2 separate regions of the Gasterosteus aculeatus genome follow, and region 2 is linked to region 1. The links are chromatin contacts, called in public Hi-C maps. All regions are on one chromosome and are shown on one strand. Each heading gives the region's core, a stretch centred on a gene start, on an enhancer-like site or on the middle of the called end of the contact. The rest is flanking DNA. Distances are from core to core; before and after follow the strand shown. Region 1 has its middle 9.8 kb from the start of LOC120834723. Region 2 overlaps adamts9 (ADAM metallopeptidase with thrombospondin type 1 motif, 9).

The links. Hi-C and Micro-C count contacts between places; a contact is called where the count stands out from the background.
Region 2: a contact with region 1 is called in a Hi-C map of skeletal muscle, with 13 times the contacts expected there. The contact joins two enhancer-like sites. A contact is called at or near these places in 3 of 6 Hi-C or Micro-C datasets (skeletal muscle, tail fin and whole body).

Annotation. Positions count from the first base shown.
Region 1 is chr17:15,773,350-15,778,668 of fGasAcu3.hap1.1, forward strand. No RefSeq gene overlaps it. Among protein-coding and RNA genes, the nearest start is that of LOC120834723, 9.8 kb to the left of the region's middle. Within about 2 kb of position 1,297, at least 2 of the 9 cell types and tissues checked have open chromatin away from gene starts, as enhancers often do.
Region 2 is chr17:15,853,814-15,858,880 of fGasAcu3.hap1.1, forward strand. It overlaps adamts9 (ADAM metallopeptidase with thrombospondin type 1 motif, 9), which reads right to left. Exons shown (of 40, transcript XM_040202908.2): 30 at 3,170-3,349; 31 at 1,641-1,811; 32 at 1,271-1,465; 33 at 805-934; 34 at 444-538. Among protein-coding and RNA genes, the nearest start is that of prickle2b, 11 kb to the left of the region's middle. Within about 2 kb of position 1,703, at least 1 of the 9 cell types and tissues checked has open chromatin away from gene starts, as enhancers often do.

The DNA of each region.
Region 1 (5,319 bases), core at 47-2,546:
AACGTCACCTGCAGCGGCAAAGTGTTTGTCACTAAGAGGTCAGAAGTTTCCTTCCCCCTGGTCTCCAGCAATAAATCACTCCCTGTTCCCTTTAGACTTTTTTCTTCTGCTTTTCTGTTCTCGGACCATAGCAGGGAATTAAATCAATGGAAAATGACTTGCAGAGTGTTTCATTTATTTTCATCCTTCTCAGTGCAATCTGAGCTCAAAGTGGAGGTTGTATTCCAGAGGCTTTGTGTCGGTGACCTTGGTGTTATCCCTTTCATGCTCACACTGAGGTTTAACTGGTTTATTTTACTTTTGTACCTTATTCTCAAAAGTGAGAACTGTGACCAAGTGACAGTAATGGGAGAGTGCTAAACTACTGCTGCTATTTAGCATTGAGATAAAACGCCAGTAACACAAGTGGAGAACGTTGTCAATATATTCACTACTTCTTAACTGTTGGAGAAACGAATATGACTCAGTAGTATTTTTAATGTTGTGCTCATGTACAGCATCATGCCAGCATTGCATCCTGGACAGTTTTCCTTCTTCGGGCCATTCTCCTCCAACATCAGCCTTTGTTATATGAGTCCTTGAAGGTCTTTCCTTGCTTGTGGTATAAACATCTGGACGACTAACTTGAGAAACAACGTGAGCGGTTTACTCTTGCAGACTTAGGTTGTCCCTGTATCCATTTTGCATTTTTTTTGGTGGCAAGATTCACAGATGAGGAACAAACCAAATATGAATGGATTTTCTTTGATTTCGAAGAATGCCCAAGACACATATATCTATAATCCAGAATCTTGAGAAACACCAACCTCAGTTAAATGTAGCGCTAAATTAAATAGTTGACTCTCGGTCTCAGTGGAACTATTTTACAGCTGTGATGTCTCCGTTACACCAGCAGGCAGAGATGTTGAACCACTGCAGGAATTAAGGCGACGTCCATGAAGCTGATGGAAAGTGGAAAGTTGCATTTACTGGTAGAACCTTTAACATTTGGCACATTTTAAACTAACTTTTTAGCCTAAGTTGTAAATAGTTACGGAAAACTATTATTATATTTCTATAACATGTGATCAGGTTCATTGTAGATGCTTTTTCTCTCTTTATTAAAACCATTTATCTGTTATTGTCTTTATGCCATTTGAAATGATGCATGCAAGGGATGAATAAAAAATAGACCATTGACGCTCTGTCAATGCTCCCTGTTGGTATTTCTCAGGGTTTTTCCATCTTTCACAGAGACTCCAAAAGAAAGTTATGTCCTCCTCCAGTGGTGAACCCGTGCATAGCAAAGAAAAGTTTAAAAAAACAATGAGGGGCATTAAAATTCAGTTTTTTTCCCTGGCAACACTGAGCTCATTGGCAGCACTGCAAATAAGAGAGGAGCGACTAGAGTCGGGTTTATTACAGATTGAATGAGTCATCGTCTCTTAAGCCTCGAGTTTGTTTGTTTATTCTTGGGTCTAATTGCATGATTTCTGGATATGCAAAAAATGGTGCTATTCTCCAGGAAATAGGCTTACACATGCTGCTCTATGTACGCCATGTGAATATGATTATTGAATGAAACTATTAGTGCAAAGGTTGCACAAAAATCCACCTGATTAAATCGTCCATTGTCTCTGACGATTATCTACTTTGCCTAAGTGGAAGAGGATGAGTAGCAGATGTCGAAGGAATTAGTTGGTCACAGTGATGCCATTCTGTTGCTTCAGCGAAAGACAACTTACCTTTTAAATCTCTGTGAATGAAAACTTTCCTAAAGCAATATATATTTGTTGATTTGGTAGAAGTAGAATTATAGCAAATTTGCGTTGGGATCCTAAGGATTACTTAATAACAATACCCATAGTTTCCCAATGTGAAAAAAAGCGAAACCTTGTATCCGAGGAAGCTAATTAAAAATACTTAAGATTCCAGTGTTACTATATAATATAGATATAGTATAGTACAAATATCTTAGAAAATTGGAGCTGAAAAAGCACCAGGTTTAACATAATAAAGGTCATACCTGTAAATGAAGGTAAATATAGGAAAGAATAATCCTGAAATATTAAAACCTAAACCGTCTGAAATAAAAATGTCATCCATAACACAACTTCCCAAAAAACCCCACCAAAGGTTACAAAAGATGGCAGTTCTCCATCATTTGAATCATTTGAACAGCTGTAAAGTTGACTTCACAGAACTTCTCTGCCTCATTTACAGCTGGCTGGCAGATTGGTCCATCCATCATTCTGTAAAACAGTGAGATACACACAGAGAGAGGTGAGGGAAGAGGAAGATAAGGAAGAAAAGACAGCAATCAAGGGAATAGATATTTAATTGATATTATTGAAGAAAACTTAGGAACAAATGGGAATGGTGTCCTGCATTAAATGTTGTAATCGGTGATGATTTTGTACAGGTGGCACACAGATGGGATCCCTCCTGGATCCTGAGCTTGTTAATGAGTCACAGAGAGGAGGGGTGAAGCCGGCTGATATCATGAACCAGACAGAGCCTTTTGGCAACGCAGCATTGAGATACCCAGCATGCCATTCTCCACTTATGGCGAGGTGCCCCTCGGGCCATTGGCGCCGGGGATTAACACAAACCTGGCAGCATTTCGCCGCGCAATGTGTCAGATGAGGCTGAACCAACACTGGAAATGAATTGTTACTATTTCTCTCAGTGTGAATGGAAGACATCAATCAGGCCTAATGAGGGCCCCAATGAGACGTATTGTAACCTCTGATTAATGGTGCACAGTGTGTTTTCTAATTCTTATGTACAGTATAAATTGCCTTTCGAAAAAGTCATGTCTATTGAAACACGATTAGTCTAAAGGGTGAAGCCGAGTGGCGTACGAAGTGTTGACCGGTCACAGTTGAGGCCAGTGGGAGGGCAAAGGTCACACTTAAGCGTGTGAGAATTTATTGCCAGATTAGCAGGTTTAGTCAAGGTCTACTAGTCTAACACTGCTTGACTGCTTAACTAACATTTCTTTTTTCAGACAGTTAGGAGCTGCTTGAATGTAAATAAACCTGAAAACTGGTTGGCGATAACTATGCTTTGTGTCTGCTGTGCAGGTCGGCAAAAAATATAGGTTGGGCAGTCTTAACTTAAAAAATAAGTTAAGACTGCCCGAATGGCTATTCAGTTATAGCGTCAGAACATGGGGATGTCACACCAAAGGGAAGAGAAAAAGGCTCCCTAATAATTATAATGAATTCTAAAAAAAGATTTAATTAGTAGTACACTGTAATATCTTTATTTTGGGATGAACTGACAATGTTCTGGAGTATTCTTGCCACAGTAATTGAACACACATGATGAGGCAGAAGGAGGGAAGACTGCTGCTAAGGCCTCAGTCAGTCCTGTCACGCGTCTCCTATTCACCAGCCCATTGTGTGTGTGTGTGTGTGTGTGTGCGTTAACACCCCATTGGCATTCTTCATTTGTAAATAATTGAATCAGACTATTTTAGTTTGCTCAGAGCGCAGCTGTAATTTGCAGCCGATCTGCTCTTAAGGACCTGTAATGATGGCTTTTAGAGTCTCCTAAAACAACTCAAACGGCTTTAACTCATGACGGATGTGCATGTGGGCCGTAACACACGCAGACATACACAGAGACACACAGGCACCTAACATGTGTGGCTGTTAATTAAACTGCTAAACGTTCTAACTGAATTGGATTTTGATGTACAGGCAGAGCTAATATAGTCTATAGATAAAAACTTGTTTCTATATTTTGTAGCTTGTTTTTTAATTAGGATTTCTGAAACTATGGTACCGTAATACATAGTGACTGTGATGTAGGGCACACAAGTGGACAAAATAGTAAATATGTGATTCTTTTTCCATGGCTAACTCATCTTCTTCTTCCATCTTCTTCCTCGACCTCACAAAATCTAGGGGGATAAAGAAGGTAGCTGGGTGAGAAGATATACAGGTAGATTGTTATGCAAGCAGCCATTTTAGCACCAGTGAACAAGGTTTGCCTGAACCGTAAAGAGGAGCTCTGTCCATTTCCACTGCCTCACCTGATTTGCTCATTGTTTATCCACATACCTCGGGGTTAATGAAAGGATGTCTGTCTGTTCTGCAGACACTGCATACTCTGTCCGGCCTTAATGAACCGCAGTGCTGTCAATGTGATTCAACGGACGATGAACATTGGCAGGAAAAAAATGAACAAAAGTGTATTAGAAAAAAATGGATATAAAAATGTATTATATTAAAATGTTAAAAGAAAAAGCAGTAAAAAGGCTGATTTGAACTTTTTAAAATGAGTCGTCCTGGGCCTTGTACACTAGAGCAGTGTCTCATCCTGAACATTGTACTTGATGATAAATATAAAACTGTCTCTAGCTTGGGCAATGTTGATAAAGGACTCCAAATATCAGCACTGTGTCACTCGTTCATCGAATAAGTACTAGGTGGTATAAGTACTTATACATAAGTTACTGTATATCGACTGGAGAGAACCATGTCTCTTGGGAGGAAAAACAGCTTTTTATCATTGATAAAACCTCCTCCTCCTGACATTTTGAGAATTTCCCCTCACTCTCAACTCTTTGTGAATTGAGAATTGGACCTTCAGAGCTCATGGATCTAATTTACTGTCCACAGCTTGGCTGACAGTACACGTGTCACAACTGGAAGCATCTCAAGGATTATCTTGCCACCATCCGCTACCTTGAATATGACACGGCGCGGGAAGCATATGGCTGCAATCTGTGGGACCCCTTACGGTTGGGCCTTCATTTGCTTTTAATTAAACACATGGAAGCACCACATGCTTGGGTAAAGACCTGGAAAGCGACCAATGGGGAAACCATAGTATGGGCTAAGTTAATGATGTGAGGAAAGCTCAAGGACAATAATATCCACATTAATGAAGTCCAAACTTGTGTTTTATGGCATGTCTGGAGAAAGTGATTGCAGTGATACTTGGTAGCTCATGTGAGTAACAGTCTGCAGCTGTAGTTTGAAAACTTGCTAAACGCAAAGTCCACATTCATGGAACGGGGGCCATCGGCTGTCTGATATAATGCATCTCACATGTCAGTGCAGCTGGTTGTCGTATCAAGGCTGACTAAATGAGGACTCTTTTGCTCCCCGTCTGGGAGTTATCCGAGAGTAAACATGAAAACTGGGTCAAACGCCTTGAAAGTTGAGGTTAGGTGAAGTAAACAGACTAATGTGCCAATCATGTCAACAGAATTAGTGCTTCAACCCCTTTAATCAAGCGGCTGGCACTCACACAGATTGTTCCAAACATGTGTGTGTGTTTGTTTGGATTATAGGGGCAACAGCGGCAGTAATCCTCGGACAAGAT
Region 2 (5,067 bases), core at 453-2,952, 81 kb after region 1:
TCAAAGCACTTTTAACACTACACGACATCATTCACCCATTCACACCCATTCATACACTGATGACAGGAGAACCATACACAGTGACACCTGCCATCAGTAACTACCATTCACACACTGTAGTCGCAGCTACAGGTGCAATGTTGGGTTAAGTGTCTTGCCCAAGGACACAACGACATGCGGGTTAGCCGGGCCTGGGATCAAACCCACAACCCTCTGATTGGAGGATGACCGTGCTCCCCACTCACCCACAGTCGCCCTTGATAAGTAAGAAACCAATGGGGTGGAGGCGGTGGGATGTTAAATAAACAACAGAAATGAAGATTAGAAATGCAGATTAGAAACGGGAAGAAAAATGTCAGTGAGGAGCGGAGGAAACGGAATAGAATAGAAGACATAAAACCGGATGTCTTCTTTGTGCCCTAATGAGGTCAATTTAATCTTACCTTGAGTGCCTTTCCTTGAATATTGACAAAGTGTTCGTTGTCTGGGAGCGGGCCATTCATCCTCTGGACTTCTTGACAGCTAGAAGGAAAATGGCCTTGGAGACACAAAAGAGGTAGAAAAGAAACAGGTTCATTATGCCAGCAATTCAATTAGAACAGCAAGTTGGGGTTTATGCACACGTGTGCAGTGTACAAACACACATTTACTCACTCAGTGATCTCAACCAAAGTGCAGTAAAGACAGTGAATCTTAACTGATCGCCTCGCAAAATGAATTTTTCACTACAGGCCGAGATGATGAAGACGAGCCATGCTGAATAATGGGTACATTCAGGGAGCCCGTTAGCCTCGCAGTACTCACAGTTTGGGTTTCTGCAGACTTCTCTGGTCTCTGGCATTGTGTCTCGAGAACACCTGTTTCTTGGCCGACCATCTGCTGGCCAACACTGCACCGTCCTCTCCATCACTCCGTCCCCACAGCTCACCGAACACTGAAGGGCAGGAGGAGAACCACATCACACTTGTGGAGGACAGTCGTTCAATCCCAGCCAACTTTGGGTGAGAGGCCGAGGTAAACTCTGGATTGGTCGCCAGCCAAACGCAGGGAGATGGTCTCTTCATTTCATTTTGATAAATATTATAATATATAACTACATGCACTATGTAACTGCCAATACAATTAGTTAGAATTAGTCACAATTACACTAAGAAGTGTTTGTCTGACTTCCGTTTATTATAGTGGCATCCGACCACACACGTGCATGCTCGGCCTGGACGTCACACTGATGTCCATGACTGGACAACATTAAGAATATGGACTCGCTCACCGGTCCCCAGATTCCAACCTTCCACTCCTGTGGCGCCGGGCACGGGTCCAGATTACAAGGCATGTAGATCTCGGGGGGGGTCCCTTGGCAGTTAGACAAGGACTGATGGCCATACTCATAGTTGTCATTCTCCACAGGCACCTCGCTGCAGGAGATCGGACGCTGGCGGTAGCCCTGTCCACAGCTGGCTGAGCACTGGAGGAGAGGAGAAATCACCGGCAGGAAATAACAACTGTACTTCACGCAGGAAACGCGGGAGATTTCACGTGTACAATCTTTTTCAAAGAGTAACGCGTTTACTGTGCATAGGAAACAATTGAGATCTCAATGGTCTGTGGTGGGAATACGTCACTGCTTCTCTGGTTCTCACCTCCGTCCATTCCCCAGTGATCCAGGTCGATTCACAGGAGTGGGTGTTACAGCTCTCCAGGTCTGGAGGTCTGATCTGGTTCACGCAGTACATCTCATGGACCTGCTGCTGGTTGTGGTCCACACACTGCAAGGCCCGTCGCCGGTGACCCGCTCCACACGACTTGCTGCACTGTAACGGACACAAGAAAACGGCAAATGGAAAATCTTGCTGAATGGTGTTAGACAAAACATTACGACATAATAGAATGGACCCAACTACTGTATTCACTTCTATCCAGCAGCAAACAGGGGGAAGGGACGCTGAGGTTTGAGATCTGTGTCTTTGTGTGAAGCAGTGCATTCGCCCCGTAGCACTACAGTGTAAAGATGTCAAAACAGGTTTGTCCCATTTAAAGTAAAATATAAGATAAAGCCGTTTTCGACTTACAAGTTTACGCTCTTTTACAGTGAGATTTAATTTCAGTTGTTCTTATTTCCACGTCGTCGTCCACCCTTCTGCTTGCAACAACCAAAAAATGCTTAACTCGAGGCTCCAAAGATCTGCAGTCCACAAACCAACAGGTGACATCACTGTAAACTGTAAACGTTTCTTATAAACAATCTAAGGATTGACTCCACAGTGAGAAGAGCGTATCCAACATTAGAGGCATGTCACGTCGTGCACGTGAGCTGTTGTAATCACTGCCAGCTGCTAATTGGAACACCCAGGCAGAGAGCTCCAAACACCTCCCCAGATGAATCAGACTCTGCTTCTCGAGGACACTATTCATGCAGCTCAGTGACCCGGATCCCTTGAACACAAGGAAAACGTCCTGCTGCAGCTGCATGTACTAATATTCCCAACTCTCAACAAGGATCTACTATTGGAAATAGCTCAACGTTGGTCAGCAGGTATTTGTCCATCATAATTAAAACTGCAAGACTCTTTACCTTTGAGTGGGGTGCAGATAATAGATAGATTACAATACTATACACATTTTCAAAATCAATTAGGTATTAAGAAAATTTAAATGAAACAAAAGTCCTACACGGCTGTACTCTGTTTCACTGGACCACTTCACACAAGTCGGATGGTTTTATAATGCAGTTATTTCTTGTGAGAGATTGATCTCTCTTGCAAAGTTGGCAGAAAGCAGTGTGTGTTCATGTGTTTGACAGGTCGAAGGTCAGTAGATGTTTAGATTACAGTGGTGCGTTTGTTTACTCTTAGCCTACTTACATTCACTTTTTAGATGTTTAAACTATCTCTAAAAACGAAGAAGAAGCTAACTTGCCAATTGGCGTTTTGTCAGGAATGAACCCTTTCACACAGGAGCCTCGGGCTGCCTGAAAGAATCGTCTGATTTAGGGGCCATGTAGCAGCAGCTCCTCTCCTCCCCTCCTCTCCTCCGCTCCTCTCCTCTCCTCCCCTCCTCCCTTGTGGCCTCCTGACTCATTAGACATGACTGAGCAGATTCATCCCCGCCCGGCGGAGACGGAGGACCCGGGTTTTTTTCTCTCCGTAGCACGCGGGTCGCCGCAGCTTACCGTCCGCCAGTCTCCTTCTCTCCATTGGGACCGACGAGAGGGGCATTCGGCCACCCGGCAGCTGCGGCTGGACGCCGGCCGGGAGCGCTGGGGACAGCCGGCCTCCGGCGGGATCCGGCGGCCTCCGGCCGGGCAGAGCACCTCGCGGCGCTGCAGGCCGTCGCCGCACGACGCCGAACACTGCACGCAGGTCAGATGAGTACTAATATAACAATATATAAAGTACTAACCGGCTCAGTGAGAGTTTATTGTTTCACTGCATATCAGATGATCGACTTATACTCATGTTTATCGAGATATATCCTCGTGAGCTCCACTAGTGAAAGTTATTTCTCATTTGTTGGATAGCAATAGGATATTATGTGTAAGGAAATTGACAATAGTATCTGTAAGGAAATAAATTGGAAAGTATTGTGGCTATTGATATAAGTTCCTTAATCGTTGTTTCGGTCTAGGTGTGGCTAATATGGAAATGGATGTTTTAATGTTTTAATTTTCTAAGAATTAGACATTGGTATTCTAACTCATATTGAAGTGACATAATTCATTACACAGGATTATCAGGGAAATAATGTTACGACTAAATAGCTGCAGCAACACCCGCATGTTCCTATTTAAGGTGTTTGTAACTGATGTTTCTCTTTTTTTATTTTACAGAAATGGGAAGTATTCAAGAGCAAACCTGAGAAGTGGATGGTTTTGTGTTTTCATACATTTCCGCAGAAAAACACAAAGAATGATAATCTGCTTGGTTTTTCTATTCCATTGACCAAATGACCAGGAACAAAGTCACGTTTTATAAGCAATGACGTCCTCTCATTTCTCATCTCATCTTCAACCGCATGTCTTGTCGCAGGGATATTTCAACATTTTCCTTTTGCTGCTTAATACTTTGTTTTCATGAATTTGGAGGCAACATTTAACTGTAACTGTTTTGTGTCTCCTTTCAAGGGATGATCCTGAGCAACCTAGTTGTTTTCGTGGGGCTAATGCATGGCATGCTATGTACTGATGTCAACTGATACCTTGTTTTAGGAGGGTCCTTTTGCGGGTGGAATCACAATCTTTGAGTTTCTGGTTATTTGTACATGACTGAGAACAGCATCAAATGTGGTCATATGTTTTGCAGGTTATGGGAGCAACAAGTGATGAACATATGATCAAAGATTGAGCTGAGGTTCCTGAGTTTATACAATTACAGTATCTAGATATACCGACATGTCCATTCGTATGTGACACAACAAAACGTATTTCATTGTGTATTATTTGTCGTTGAACCACTACGCTGCGTGCTTCATCCTGGCTAACCACGCTTCACTGTGTGGAGCAATGCTCTGTGCTGCCCTGCAGCTGTTTAGAGCCAGCGCACATCCTCTTTGACGTGTGTCAGATGTGGTTCTGTGCTTGGACTCTTTGGCCTGTGGCGTCAGTTCAGAGAAAGAGGATCGGAAAAAGACAGCGTGAAAAAAAAAAAACGAGCAAGAGAGAAGAAAAAGTGGAGAGGCTCCAGACTCCAGGTGCACATTGTGAGTGCGTCTGGCATGTTTAGTGGGGCATTCAAGGAAAAACACTAACATGTGGTTCCCATTGGGGAGGCACAAGATGGAGGGTAAAGTGAAGCAATCTGAAAGGTGAGCAGTGGGAAATGCAACAGTTAAAGGGAGGATAAAGGGAGAGGAGTGCACCTCCATCCTGCTTTCAAACTTCAAAACTGTGAAGTCCCCAGCATGCACCACCTCAAAACAGCTGCCCGGGGTCTGTGCTGAAAACCACCATGCGGTGTGTAAAAGCACGCTGCCTTAGTTAGCGGCCTGGCATGCTGCATAAAAACAGTCAGGCTTGCTGCAGATGTCTGCAGCAAGCTGGTAAGTGTTGAAGTGGAAAGAGAGAGCTTACAT